Linked DNA regions of Mus musculus: all the other regions are linked to region 2. The links are chromatin contacts, called in public HiCAR-type and HiChIP or PLAC-seq maps. All regions are on one chromosome and are shown on one strand. The core of a region is the stretch at or near the end of the contact, and the rest is flanking DNA. Distances in the headings are between cores, read along the strand shown.

Region 1 (2,869 bases), core at 148-2,647, 750 kb after region 2:
AAGGCTCAATCTTAAAGGAATATTATAATTTTAACATATGTCAAAGTTATACTGAATGCTAGTAAGTACTAGCATGCTTAACTGGTACCATCTGATCACTGATCTGCCCTCAGCCCAGTGGTATCACGCCCTTTCTACACTTGGGCTTTGTTGTCAAAAGGACCTCACCAAGTAAATAGGCTGTGACGTGAAATCCACTACAAAGGAGCATTTCCATGGACTACTTTTTCACGACAGTTTTCACTGAGTTCTCAAATAACTTGCCCAACATTTAGTGACAGAGATTTTAGTGAAGTGGAACGGCTAAAACATCACGTAAAAAGGGAAATGTCTTGTACAAAAGTTGGGTGCCTAAGAGTCGTCTCAAGGTGTGAAAAGATGTGCCTATTCTCATGCAACTAAACAACTTTAAAATATGCACCCGATTTGAAGGCACCCAATACAAGGTTCGAATCAAATCATGTTATCCCTGGTTGGTGGCTCTTTTCTACAAGGTTCGAACTTCTACACACTCTATATACTGGATGGGCTCCGCACTTTTAAGGTCAATAAAAGCAGAGTCAATCTTACCACTCCTATCCCTCTACAACGACTACGAATGGAATTAAGAGACCTCTCATCACGGTTACGGTAACCCAGAAGTGCGAGTCGCGTTGGAAAAACTTTTACTCAAAGCACTAATCTTATACTGGGGTACTTTCTATCCTGCACGTTTTCCTTTTACGTAAGACACATCGGAATTTGACGAGTGCGCCCCGACGGCACATTGGGCTAACGCCCCTGGCAGCAGCAGAGAGCCACGTTTTCCTCGGGCCGATCGTCTCCCCCCTCCTCCATAAAACACTGCCCATGGCCACTTGGAGACTTCCCCAACCCAGCTCCAGAAACTGGAACCAACCGGGGCAGCTGTCATCCGAAACTCAGGAAAGCTGAGCCCGGCCAACTCTGCCGACGCGGGAAGGGCTGGGGGTGCGGCGGGGCCCGTCGGGGGCACTCCCGGCTGTCCCCCTCCCCGGCCCCACGAGCCGCAATCCGGCAGCCGAGTTGTCCTCCCAGCTAGAGTACCCCCCAATCCAGGCCTAGGCCCGCGGTCCCGCGTGGGGCCCGAAGCGCGTGGCGGGGCCGACGCAGAGCAGAAACGACAAAGGGGCGCGGGGTCGGGACAGGTGGCCGCCGCCGCGAACAATGGGGGGCCGCGGCTGCCCCCTGGCGCCACCTACCTCCCGTGCCGTCCGAGTTCTCGTTGAGGCTGCCCGAAGAGTCGTGCTGGGCGCCCACGCACCCGCCCATGGGGCCGCGGCCGCCACCTCAGGGCGCTCGTCCCGGCCGCCGCCTCAGCCTGCTCCCGCGTCGCCGCCTCGGGCCAGGCGCCGCTCTCTCGCCGCTCAGCCTCCGCCCCCTCGCCGCTCCTCCCACCGCCTCGCCCAGCCCCTTCCTCCGCGCCCACTTCTACCTCAGCCCCCCGGCCGCCTGGCCCGCAGGCCCGGCCCGCGTGCCTTCCTCGGCTCCCGCTCGGCCCCGCCAGGCCGGGCTTGGCCCATCCCGGGCGGGCCGCAGCGCCCGCTCGCCCCTCACTTCCCCGCGCCCCCGCGTCTAGGCAAGCCCCACCACTGCCGCCGCCGCCACCCGGCTGCCAGGCCCCATCGCCCCCGCCCGCGGCGCCACCCTCAGCCGGGCTCGGCTTGCACTCGGCCGGCCCGCTGGAACGGCCTCGAGGGGCGGGGCCGCGCTCTGATTGGCTGCATGCACCGAGGGGGCGGAGAATACCGAGCAGAACCGAGTGGAGACGAGCGCCCGAGGCCGGGAGAGTAGGGGGCAAGCGGAGGTGGGCCGGAAAGAAGGGGGAGGACTCAAGTAAGGACGAAGTGGCCAGCTCGTCCTTACTTGAGGACGAGGTGGGGCTCCTTCTGGTGTGGCCGGTGGGAGAGGGTACCGAGGAGTCGTAGGAGACTCTGGGTCGTAGACGGGCTGGGCGTGCTTAGAGGGGTTAGCCTGACCGCAAGTCCCTGCACCCCTTGAATTTGTGGAAAGCAGCGAGCTGGCCACCGAGTCTGGGTTTCCCTTACCCCAGGTCCGCAGCCCCTGCCATCACTGCGCCCGCTTGGTAGAGGTGCTCTCTGATTGTGCAGGCCTGTTGTCCCGTGCGGGGAGCGAAGGGGCACGGGTGTGTGTATCGTTCCCACAGGCTTCGCTTTACCGACAATACTACCACTCTAGATCCTGGCATTAGACATCTTAAGTCGTCTTTAGAACAAAGTGAAGTATTAATATTAATACTCTGCATTTTATAAACTAGAATTTGGTACATTGACCACGCCCAACATTCTTGGCGGTTACCATCCCAACCTAAGCCAAACTGTTAATGGCCCCTTTGGAGTTGTGCTCCTTGCTGTGGCGCCTTAACATTTTTATCGGCCTGCTTGGGTGCTTGGGTCTTTGAAAGCATTTTTTTTTCTTTTTTTTTTTTTTTTTTTTTGCCTAAGCTGTTCCACTTTTATGCCAGACTTTCCTTTTATAAAACCCTGGGTCAGCTTTTGCTTAGCATTAAAAAAAAAATTTTTTTTAAGTGAAATACCTAAGAAAGAGACAGTCTGCTTCTTAGGATTTGCATTTAAATGTATTCTCATGCACTGCTGGTGGGAGTGTAAATTGGTTCAATCTTTTTGCAAAGGTTTGGCAGTGCCAATCAACAGCTTTAAAAATGTTCCTACCATTTGAGTGGGGTTATTTCACATCTGGGAGTCTAGCTTTCAGAAAAAGTCCAAATTAAAATTTGCGGCCTGGTATTCATTTGCTAGGCAGGCAAAAATTTGGGTTAAACAAACAAAGCTCTGGGTTTATATGAAAACACAGAAATGGCTCTGAAATA
Region 2 (3,104 bases), core at 345-2,844:
CTAGAGCCTGAGTCATCCTGATTGTTGAGAGCAAGGAGACTGACTAGGGAATCAAGCCCCTGCTGCCTCCTGCCTGTGCTCTGACCCCACTGGGGAAGAAATCCACCTGTCCAAGATACCTCTGCAAATAAAAAACTACCAACAAAATGAACACTTACCACCTACCATAAACATATGCTGGGTGTGGGGGTGGGAAGGGAGCCGAGCGATGTGCTGTACCTACTAAGTGTAGGGCTCTATGCTCTTAGCACTCTCAATATCTCTCTCACAGTGCTCGAATACACAGTGCACGCTTTGCCCCATTTTACAAATAAAAACCTAAAGTCTCAAATGAATTTCAAACTTACTGAGCTATAAAGTGGCCCGCCCAAACCTACACACAACTTCTGACCAACATCACAGACATGGCTTGGGGCTTTCATAGTCAGGAAACCAGAGGAAGAGGCCTTGCCGCGAGTGTAGCGCTCAGAGTTTACAGCCAACGACTTTACAATCGGCCGCTAAGAAATGACTCTGGGTCTCACCCAGACCGAGAGAAAGGTGACCACTCCCCATGTGGTGCTGGCCACGGTGTTACCGGGCTAGTGTGGACAGTCCCGAAGGCGACAGCAGATCCTAGGGTGGTCAGCGTCTGGACTGAACTGCAGCCGGTAGGAGCTCGCTGCTCAAATTTCCAAAGGAAATTTCTCCATCTGCTCTAGATGGGAACCGCCCCCTTATGTGCCACTAACGACTGAGGTCCCCAAACCTGCTGCACCTCGGAGGGGTCCCAAACCAGCGACCATGGCCCTAACTATCCCGCAACGAATTTCAAGGGGCTGAATCCCAGTTCCCCACCAGTTGACCTCGGGTCCCTAGTCCAACCGGGCCCGTACGCGTGGGCACCTGCTAGTCACCGCTCAGTCCTCCTGGCTGGGACCAGGAAGCATCTCCAAAGTGCCCGCGACGCCTCGTTGGAAGCCCGGGCGAGGACAAATTCTCCCCACGCGGGTCGGTGTCCTAGGTGGCGTGGAGAACGCTCCGGTGCTCCCCTTGTTCCACGGGTGGACAGCGCCGAGCTTGCACCCCACAATGCTACGCTTTCGTTGCTCCGAAGGAGGGCGAACGGCCCGATAGGCTTCCGCAGATTTCGTAGGACCGTTCTTGGGTTGCATCTCTGCTGTGGCTGAAGATTCATTTTGTTTGGGGTTTACGCAGATGAAAATATTTAGAAGACAACGAAAACCCCCGCGGCAAAAGGCCATTTCCCCAGCAGCGCCTACGGGCGGGTGCGGCGGCGGGAAACGGCCGAGCCCGGAGCGGGGAGCGTCTGCTAATTGCAGCTTCGTTAGATTTCGGGTTTGAGAAGCTGCGGTTCGGGCGCTAATATCCGCCGCCCATTATCCCGGCTAATAAATTTGACCTATTGTTCGTTTGTTAAAATGATGTCACCTTGGAACAGTCCCTAAGCTCCTATTTCCATGAATTAGGCCTTTATTGAAAGCCGGGAGCCAATGAGAGAAGAGAGGCTTGTTGATCGCAGCCAATGGCTGCGGCGGGAGAGGAATTAGCAGCGGAAACTCCAGGTTCGGTTCAAGAAAGATGACACAGAGCCTGTCGGGCCCGCGCACTCTTGGCAAAGTTTCAGTGCGACTGGAGGCGCCGGGCGCTCCATGGCCGCGCCGTAACGGGGACCCAGCAGCCTCCCCGCCCAGCCCAGCCCAGCCCTTCCGCCCGCCCAGGATGGAGGCGCCCGCCAGCGCGCAGACCCCACACCCGCACGAGCCCATCAGCTTCGGCATCGACCAAATCCTCAACAGCCCGGACCAGGACAGCGCGCCCGCCCCGCGGGGCCCCGACGGCGCCAGCTACCTGGGAGGGCCCCCCGGGGGCCGTCCGGGCGCCGCGTACCCGTCTCTGCCCGCCTCCTTTGCGGGCCTCGGCGCGCCCTTCGAGGACGCGGGATCTTACAGTGTCAACCTAAGCTTGGCCCCCGCCGGCGTGATCCGGGTGCCAGCGCACAGGCCGCTCCCTGGGGCCGTGCCGCCGCCTCTGCCTAGCGCGCTGCCCGCTATGCCCTCGGTGCCCACGGTCTCCAGCCTAGGCGGCCTCAATTTCCCCTGGATGGAGAGCAGTCGCCGCTTTGTAAAGGACCGCTTCACAGGTGAGCAGAGCGAACCACCAGGAGCCAGGCCTCGGCTCTCCCGGGGCCAGGGGCGCCGCGCCCTGTGCACCCCACTCCCAGGATCGATTCCAGAGGCCCAGGCGTGGCGGAGGCCTCGGCACCCAGAGCTCGGGGCGGCTATGGGTGGGGGGAGGTTGAAGGTAAATCGGAGAGTTATGGGTCGGGGGAGGGGGGAAAGAAACCAACGTCCCAGGGAAAGGGGGGGGGGCGTCCCTGCCTGGCTTGAAGCTGCGGAGGGGACTCGCGGGACGAGCGAAATAGCGGAGCACTGTGTCCCACGGGGCTCCACGTGTGGCCCGAACGGTGGTAGGGCTGGGCTTCAAGGGGCCTCATGTGTCTCTGCAGCGGCGGCCGCGCTCACGCCCTTCACCGTGACCCGGCGCATTGGCCACCCCTACCAGAACCGGACGCCACCCAAGCGTAAGAAGCCGCGCACGTCCTTTTCCCGGGTGCAGATCTGTGAGCTGGAAAAGCGCTTCCATCGCCAAAAGTACCTGGCCTCGGCCGAGAGGGCGGCGCTCGCAAAGTCCCTCAAAATGACGGACGCGCAGGTCAAGACCTGGTTCCAAAATCGGAGGACCAAGTGGCGGTGAGAGAGGCCCGGCCCGGCCCACCACGCACCTGCCCTGCACCTGCCCCGCCCTGCGCGGCAGTCCAGCATCACGCCCTCTCCTGTGCTAGCTCCTACCCGCGCCCCCTGGACCATGCATCGCCCTTCTTTTACAGATTTGTTGTCCTTTCTTCCCACCGACCTGTATCCCTCTCGCCATCTCTCCCACGCCTCGGCGTCTCCATTTTCAGGCCCATCTCGCCAGTGTTTTGTTTCGCCTCCTTTGCTCGTTTGGGTTCCTCCCACCTGCCCCCCACCACACACACCCCGGGCCTCCCACACTCTCCTCCCTCTCTCATTCTAGCCCACCCACTCGGATTTCGGATTGAT
Region 3 (3,065 bases), core at 245-2,744, 760 kb before region 2:
ATTGCTCTTATTTAAGTATGATAATACGTGGAGCTTTGCAACTTACATGGAGCTTTCTTACAGAGGTCTGCTCTGGCCTCTGGTAACAGCCTACAGTTAGCTTTTAAATACTCAGGATCCATTATCACCAATTATCTCCAGGAGAAGCCCAGTACACTTGAGGGGATTTCCTTGTGGTGCTGGCTTTTTCCAGTGAGCCCTCCTAGACTCCTGAGCATTCCCAAGATAAATGACAGCAGGAGTCTGCTCAAGGCTACAGCATGGAAGCTCAGAAGGGAAAGGAAGGAAGGATGTCACCTGTTCCTGAGAGGTCTCGCTCCTGTGACTGGTTGTGCCTGTAATGTCCCGATGGCTCACCAGCTACATGAAGTGAGTTCAGTTTAAATGTAAAGCTTAGGTGGGAATCTGGGATGGGCCTAATGAGAACCTCCAGCAAGAAGGATATGAAGCTCTGATATGCACTGTGGCCTGAGACAGGAAGAAATGGGTTTCCATGATAACAGAAGAGATTTCAGGGAGACTATGCCGGATGTGAAACATTAAGTATCTCAGGACTCCTTGGATGGAATTCTGTAGAAAAGTCACCTGAGGTCTGGGCTTGATCTAGGAAAGTTGGAAAGGGTTAAAGAAGAGTCCTATGTGGCATAACTGTTGGGTTGTTGATCTCTTCCTTAGAAGGACTGGGGATAGAGTATGTAAGGGTTTTGGGGGAGTTTAGAGAAGAGAGGCCATCAGATATAAGACCGAGTCCTGGCTTTTCTACTTAGCAACCATATGACTGTTAAAACAAGAACAATAGTGCCCTCCTCAGGGTCCTGATGTAGACCCACCAACACTGCTGAGCGTCACCTCATAAATAAGTGATGCCCTCCATAAACAGGCGCCATCATTAACTGAGGAATTGAAGGAGCTTGGTGCACTCTGCCAGGCCTGTTTGTCGATCCCTATCCTGATGACAAGTGACAACACTGGTCCTGACTGGCTGGCCACAAAAGAGACGCCCAGACCAGGGTCAACAGGCCAGGCAGGCCCTCCGGTGCCAGAACTCTGATGGGCATCAGGAGAGGTAGGGATTTTCACCACCCTATCCATGCCATCACAGGCTGCTGTCTCCCACCATCTCCCCTCAGCCCCGGCTTCCTAGAAGCCCTTCCCAAGCTCTCTGGGATGTAGCACTCACAGTTCTCTGGGTCTCCGCTGGCTGGCAGATGGTTTCTCTCCACTCGCCCCACCCCCACCCCCACCCCAAGTCAGGCCTGGGAGCTCTAGCAGGAAGTTTGGTCTCCCAGCTGGTCTCCAGGGAAGCAGTCTCAGTCCCATCTGGGTCGAGCCTCCATGCCCAAACATGGTCAAGTCTGAGCACACAGCTTGCCCCGGGATAAAAACTCCACAAGCAGGTACCTAGCCTCACAGCCCTCAGCTGCTGTTGGGGACTCTGCCCCTGCATTTCCCAGAGTCTCCTGGGAAACAGATGTCAAACAGCAAAAGCCATTACCCACCCCACAAGGCCATCCTGATATATGTACAAAAATGTTTCTTCTACACTCCGTCTTTCAGGCTGGCAGAGAAGCCAGGAATAGGAAATGATCTTCCTTGTGTAGTGCAGGGGAGGGAGGTAGAGGGGTTGGGCTTGTCACTAGCCCATGTTATATCCACACCAGTGCAGCCAAAGCCTCCCACCTTTGTCCCTGACTTCCTGTGTGACTCTGAACAAGTCACTGAACCTCTCTGGACCTCTGTCTTCTCCCTTCTATAATTAATAGCATTTTGAAAACTTAACTTTATTCTGGATTGTTAAGTTAGAGATGGAGTTCAGAGAAAGGAGGAAATTCCGCCTTTTAAAGACCACTGGGGCTGAGGCTGGTAGCGGTGGGTCCCACAGCTGCTTCCGGCCAGCCGTCCAGGTCCAGGGACAGTGCCATGCTGGGGACCTCCCACAGACTGACTCTGCTTCATAGGCAGAAAGTTATTGCAGCCAATACGACAACTGAACATTGGTACTGGAGGTAGGGGTGGGGGGCAAACCTGCTTTTGCACTCCGGGTCCTTGTGGATAAAGAGAGCACTGTAAGAGTTGGGAAAGCAAGAACAAGCCCCGCCCCACCCCTGCCCCAACCCCGGCCCCGCCCCCGCCCCGCCCTCCTTACACCTTGGTGCCCTGCTAGTCATCTGCACAGAACTTGATGCCTGGTCCAGAGTTTCTCTACTTGATGAACAGAGACAGATTGGAAGTTGGCCCCTCCCAGTGTCAAATCCCAGCCATCTCTGCCACCAAGGGACTGTTCTAACACCTCAAACCATACCTCTGTTATGTCTCCAGCCACCTAAAGTTCTAGAAGTAGCCTCTGGTGTCCCCAGGCCCAGGGCAGTGGGTGCATCTTAGATATTCCTGATCACTAGGTGTTAGCACCTCTCACCTAAGCCTAACACCTGATAATCAGGGCCCTCTAAGGCCCAGAAAGAAAGTTGTCACTCAAGGCTCCTTGACACTCTGGGGGGTGAACAGCACCCCATCCCCCTTTAGTCACTGACTCTAACTAGAGAGACAACTACCTGTTTAGTTGCCTCATAGCAACTGGAGATTTATTAGTGTGCATGTGCCTGCATGTGTGTGTGGTGCTTAAATGATTTGTGCATGTGTGTGTGATATGTGTGTGTTTGGATAGGTATGGTGTGTGTATTATGTGTGTATGATATTGTGTATATGTGTGTGTACTTGATATTTTCACACATGCATGCATTCATGGAAACCAAAGGGAGACATTGGGTGTTTTTCTCCATCTGGCCCACCTCAGGAAGGACCTTTCGGCTGAGCAGCAGTGGGACCCGCCTTTAATCCCAGCACTCAGGAAGCAGAGGCAGGTGGATCTCAGTGAGATCGAGGCTGCCCCTTATAGAGAGTTCCAGAACAGCCAGGGCTACAGAGGAACCTTGTCATGAAAAAAACGGGGGAAGGGTTCTTTCACTGAGCCTGGAGCTGAGTGCTGGGGCACCTAACTATGAACAGTTTATTACACAGGTACTGGAGATTTGAACTTAGTCCTCTGTAGGTGCAACACTGATTCT
Region 4 (2,797 bases), core at 179-2,678, 640 kb before region 2:
GCTAATGGGCTCGGTGCCTGGAGTCAGACCACACTCCTGTATGTGCAAGCTTATGTATTGTGAAGGAGCTGATGACTCTGCTCTGAGAGCACATGTGAGGGTCTTAGCTGGGGTCTTACAGGTGCACACCCCACCCACCTCATGTGTATTATGGGTTTGGAGTCTGTGTGCAGCATCTCAATATCTGTGTGGGCATGAGGGACCTGTGCCCATATGTTCATGGTTGCATATATGTGTGCGTGTTTATGACGCCATATGTTAAGGGATGCTGTGAGCTCCCAACACAGCATGTGTCTGTGTGCTGCAGAGGAAATGACTGGACAGGGGTCTGGAAAGAGAGGGGGTTGGGGATTCTCAGTGCAAACACAGAGGGAATCCTCAGTGAATGTCCAGGCAGACAGGGCAGACAGGCAGCTAGGCTGGGGAAGAGGAAATTCAAAGCTTTCTAGGGAGACACCTGTCATCAGTTGCCACCAGGAGTTGCCACAGGTCCTCCATCATTGCCTTTTCAGTGGAAAGCTGAAGTGGGGCTTGAGGGTTCTTGCCACCTGAAGGGAAGGTCATGGAAGGAAGATTGCTTTCTAAATTCAAGAGTTACCCCCTGGGTTCCTAACTCAAGTACTGTCCCCACAGGTGTCTGATTTGCAGGTGACAGAGCAAACACACACACACACACACACACACACACACACAGAGAGAGAGAGAGAGAGAGAGAGAGAGAGAGAGAGAGAGAGAGAGAGAGAGAGAGAGAACACAAAGAGGGGGTCAGGTAGCAAGAGCCTAAGGGGACCCACAGCTACTTCTCGTCCCACTTCCCCCACTTCCTGTCACTAGAAATGAGCTCTGGTCCTAGGGGATTCTGCAGGTCCCCAACACCTCCTACAGAGTTCAAAGGAGCCCTTCTTCTTGATGACAACTCTCTTTAGGTGGGGCAGACTTTACTCCACACCAGAAAGGTAGGCAGTGGTTAAATGATTTTCTCTAAAGTCAAATGAAATCTTAATGCCCTCCCTTTCTCTCTCTCTGTCTCTCTGTCTGTCTCTCTGTCTGTCTCTCTGTCTCTGTCTCTGTCTCTGTCTCTGTCTCTCTCTCTCTCTCTCTCTCTCTCTCTCTCTCTCTCTCACACACACACACACACACACACACACACTCACTCACTCACTCACACTCACATATTTATATTCATCCTGGGGGTCACCTGCTGCCTCCTACCCAAGCTGCACCCACCAGCCAGGTGCCTGATCACATCTGTCTGCCCAGAAGGACATCCCCGGTGTCCCGCACAGCCAGGAGTAGAGCCTTGTAGACAGCAGGGCCAGGTCCCCACCCCGCCCCTCTGCGGTCCCCAGGCGGCCTCCGCCGCCTCCCCCACCATCCCCCGCGCCTGGTTCTGAGCCCCGCTCTACTCCGCACCAGTCCCTGGCGCTGTTCATTCATGATTGGTACTCGGCCCCCTGAGATCCAGCCCGAGCGCGGGGCGGAGCGGCCGGGTGGCAGCAGGGGCGGGCGGGCGGAGCGCAGCTCCCGCACCGCACGCGGCGCGGGCTCGGCAGCCTCGGCCGTGCGGGCACGCCGGCCCCGTGTCCAACATCAGGCAGGCTTTGGGGCTCGGGGCTCGGGCCTCGGAGAAGCCAGTGGCCCGGCTGGGTGCCCGCACCGGGGGGCGCCTGTGAAGGCTCCCGCGAGCCTCTGGCCCTGGGAGTCAGTGCATGTGCCTGGCTGAAGAAGGCAGCAGCCACGAGCTCCAGGCGCCCCGGCCCCACGTTTTCTGAATACCAAGCTGCAGGCGAGCTGCTCGGGGCTTTTTTGCTTTCTCGCTTTTCCTCTCCTCCAATTCAAAGTGGGCAATCCACACCGATTTCTTTTCAGGGGAGGGAAGAGACAGGGCCTGGGGTCCCAAGACGCACACAAGTCTTCGCTGCCATGGGGGCCGTCATGGGCACTTTCTCCTCCCTGCAGACCAAACAAAGGCGACCCTCTAAAGGTAAGCACTCTGTCCTCTATTTACTCCCCTGGATAGGTTTGGGGGCACTGGGTGTTGTGTTGGGATGAAACGTCTGTCTCTCTTAGTTCCAAACCCACTGTCCGTGAGGGTTTTGGACAACCTCATGAATCCAAGGAATTAAGAGCCTCGTGGGAGGGTTGGTGTGAACACCCAGGGGTAGCAGCCGAAGTGGACGCTGGCCCCAGCAGGGGTGTGGGTACCCTTCTCTTCTAGGGAATGTATTGGAGCAAGACAGGCAGATTCACAGGTGGAGAAAACTGCGTTCTCTGGGGTGGGCGGAAATGTTGGGAGGCTCTTCCCACTCCCATGAGGGCTGATGTTGGTGCAACCTCGAACATCCAGCAAGGGTGCCTCCTTGGGAATGGCCATGCCTTGCCAGGTGCTGACTTGGGAATCTAATCATGAGGAAAACGGTGATTTACCGGTCCATCCTTAAAACCTCTGCAAGCCAAAAGGAATCAGCTACGTCCAGGTGGTAGAGCCCCCAGGCGGGTCCTGGGACACAAGCAGTCTGTAGGAAAAAACAAATAGCAGGGCTGTGCTGCTATGGTGGTCTGAGGACTTCAGAGGAATGGGGAGAACTGTCAAAAGGGGGGCTGGGGCGACAAGCTCACATATCCTGAGATGTCCCTGTCAGGAGCCTGCCTTTCTCCAGCTGTGGCATGCCCATCTTCAGTGGGACAGTTATTAGATGGCCACGTGGAGTCAAGTGACCTTGTTGGGCCAAAAGCACACAATGCAGGCCCCCTTTTCAACAGGCAGAAAGTTGCTTATAGAAACAAGAAGACTGGA

What was found. HiCAR-type assays count read pairs that join an accessible place to other places. HiChIP or PLAC-seq counts read pairs in DNA pulled down with a chosen protein or histone mark.
Region 1: a contact with region 2 is called in a HiCAR-type map of astrocytes, with 2.4 times the contacts expected there. The contact joins the promoter of Ubtd2 here to the promoter of Tlx3 in region 2.
Region 3: a contact with region 2 is called in an H3K4me3 HiChIP or PLAC-seq map of stem cell-derived neural progenitor cells, with 12 read pairs. The contact joins the promoter of Kcnmb1 here to the promoter of Tlx3 in region 2. A contact is called at or near these places in 4 of 39 promoter capture datasets (the 3T3-L1 cell line, embryonic stem cells and hippocampal neurons) and 1 of 115 datasets of contacts at active chromatin or transcription factors (stem cell-derived neural progenitor cells).
Region 4: a contact with region 2 is called in an H3K4me3 HiChIP or PLAC-seq map of embryonic stem cells, with 6 times the contacts expected there. The contact joins the promoter of Kcnip1 here to the promoter of Tlx3 in region 2. A contact is called at or near these places in 3 of 115 datasets of contacts at active chromatin or transcription factors (craniofacial prominence, embryonic stem cells and neural tube).

What each region holds. Positions count from the first base shown.
Region 1 is chr11:32,453,898-32,456,766 of GRCm38.p6, reverse strand. It overlaps Ubtd2 (ubiquitin domain containing 2), which reads right to left and starts at 1,397. Exons shown (of 3, transcript NM_173784.4): 1 at 1,221-1,397. The coding sequence starts at 1,290.
Region 2 is chr11:33,202,078-33,205,181 of GRCm38.p6, reverse strand. It overlaps Tlx3 (T cell leukemia, homeobox 3), which reads left to right and starts at 1,594. Exons shown (of 3, transcript NM_019916.2): 1 at 1,594-2,143; 2 at 2,510-2,753. The coding sequence starts at 1,723.
Region 3 is chr11:33,961,442-33,964,506 of GRCm38.p6, reverse strand. It overlaps Kcnmb1 (potassium large conductance calcium-activated channel, subfamily M, beta member 1), which reads right to left and starts at 1,494. Exons shown (of 4, transcript NM_031169.4): 1 at 1,181-1,494. It also overlaps a transcript of Kcnip1 not described here.
Region 4 is chr11:33,842,317-33,845,113 of GRCm38.p6, reverse strand. It overlaps Kcnip1 (Kv channel-interacting protein 1), which reads left to right and starts at 1,428. Exons shown (of 9, transcript NM_001190885.2): 1 at 1,428-1,984. The coding sequence starts at 1,924.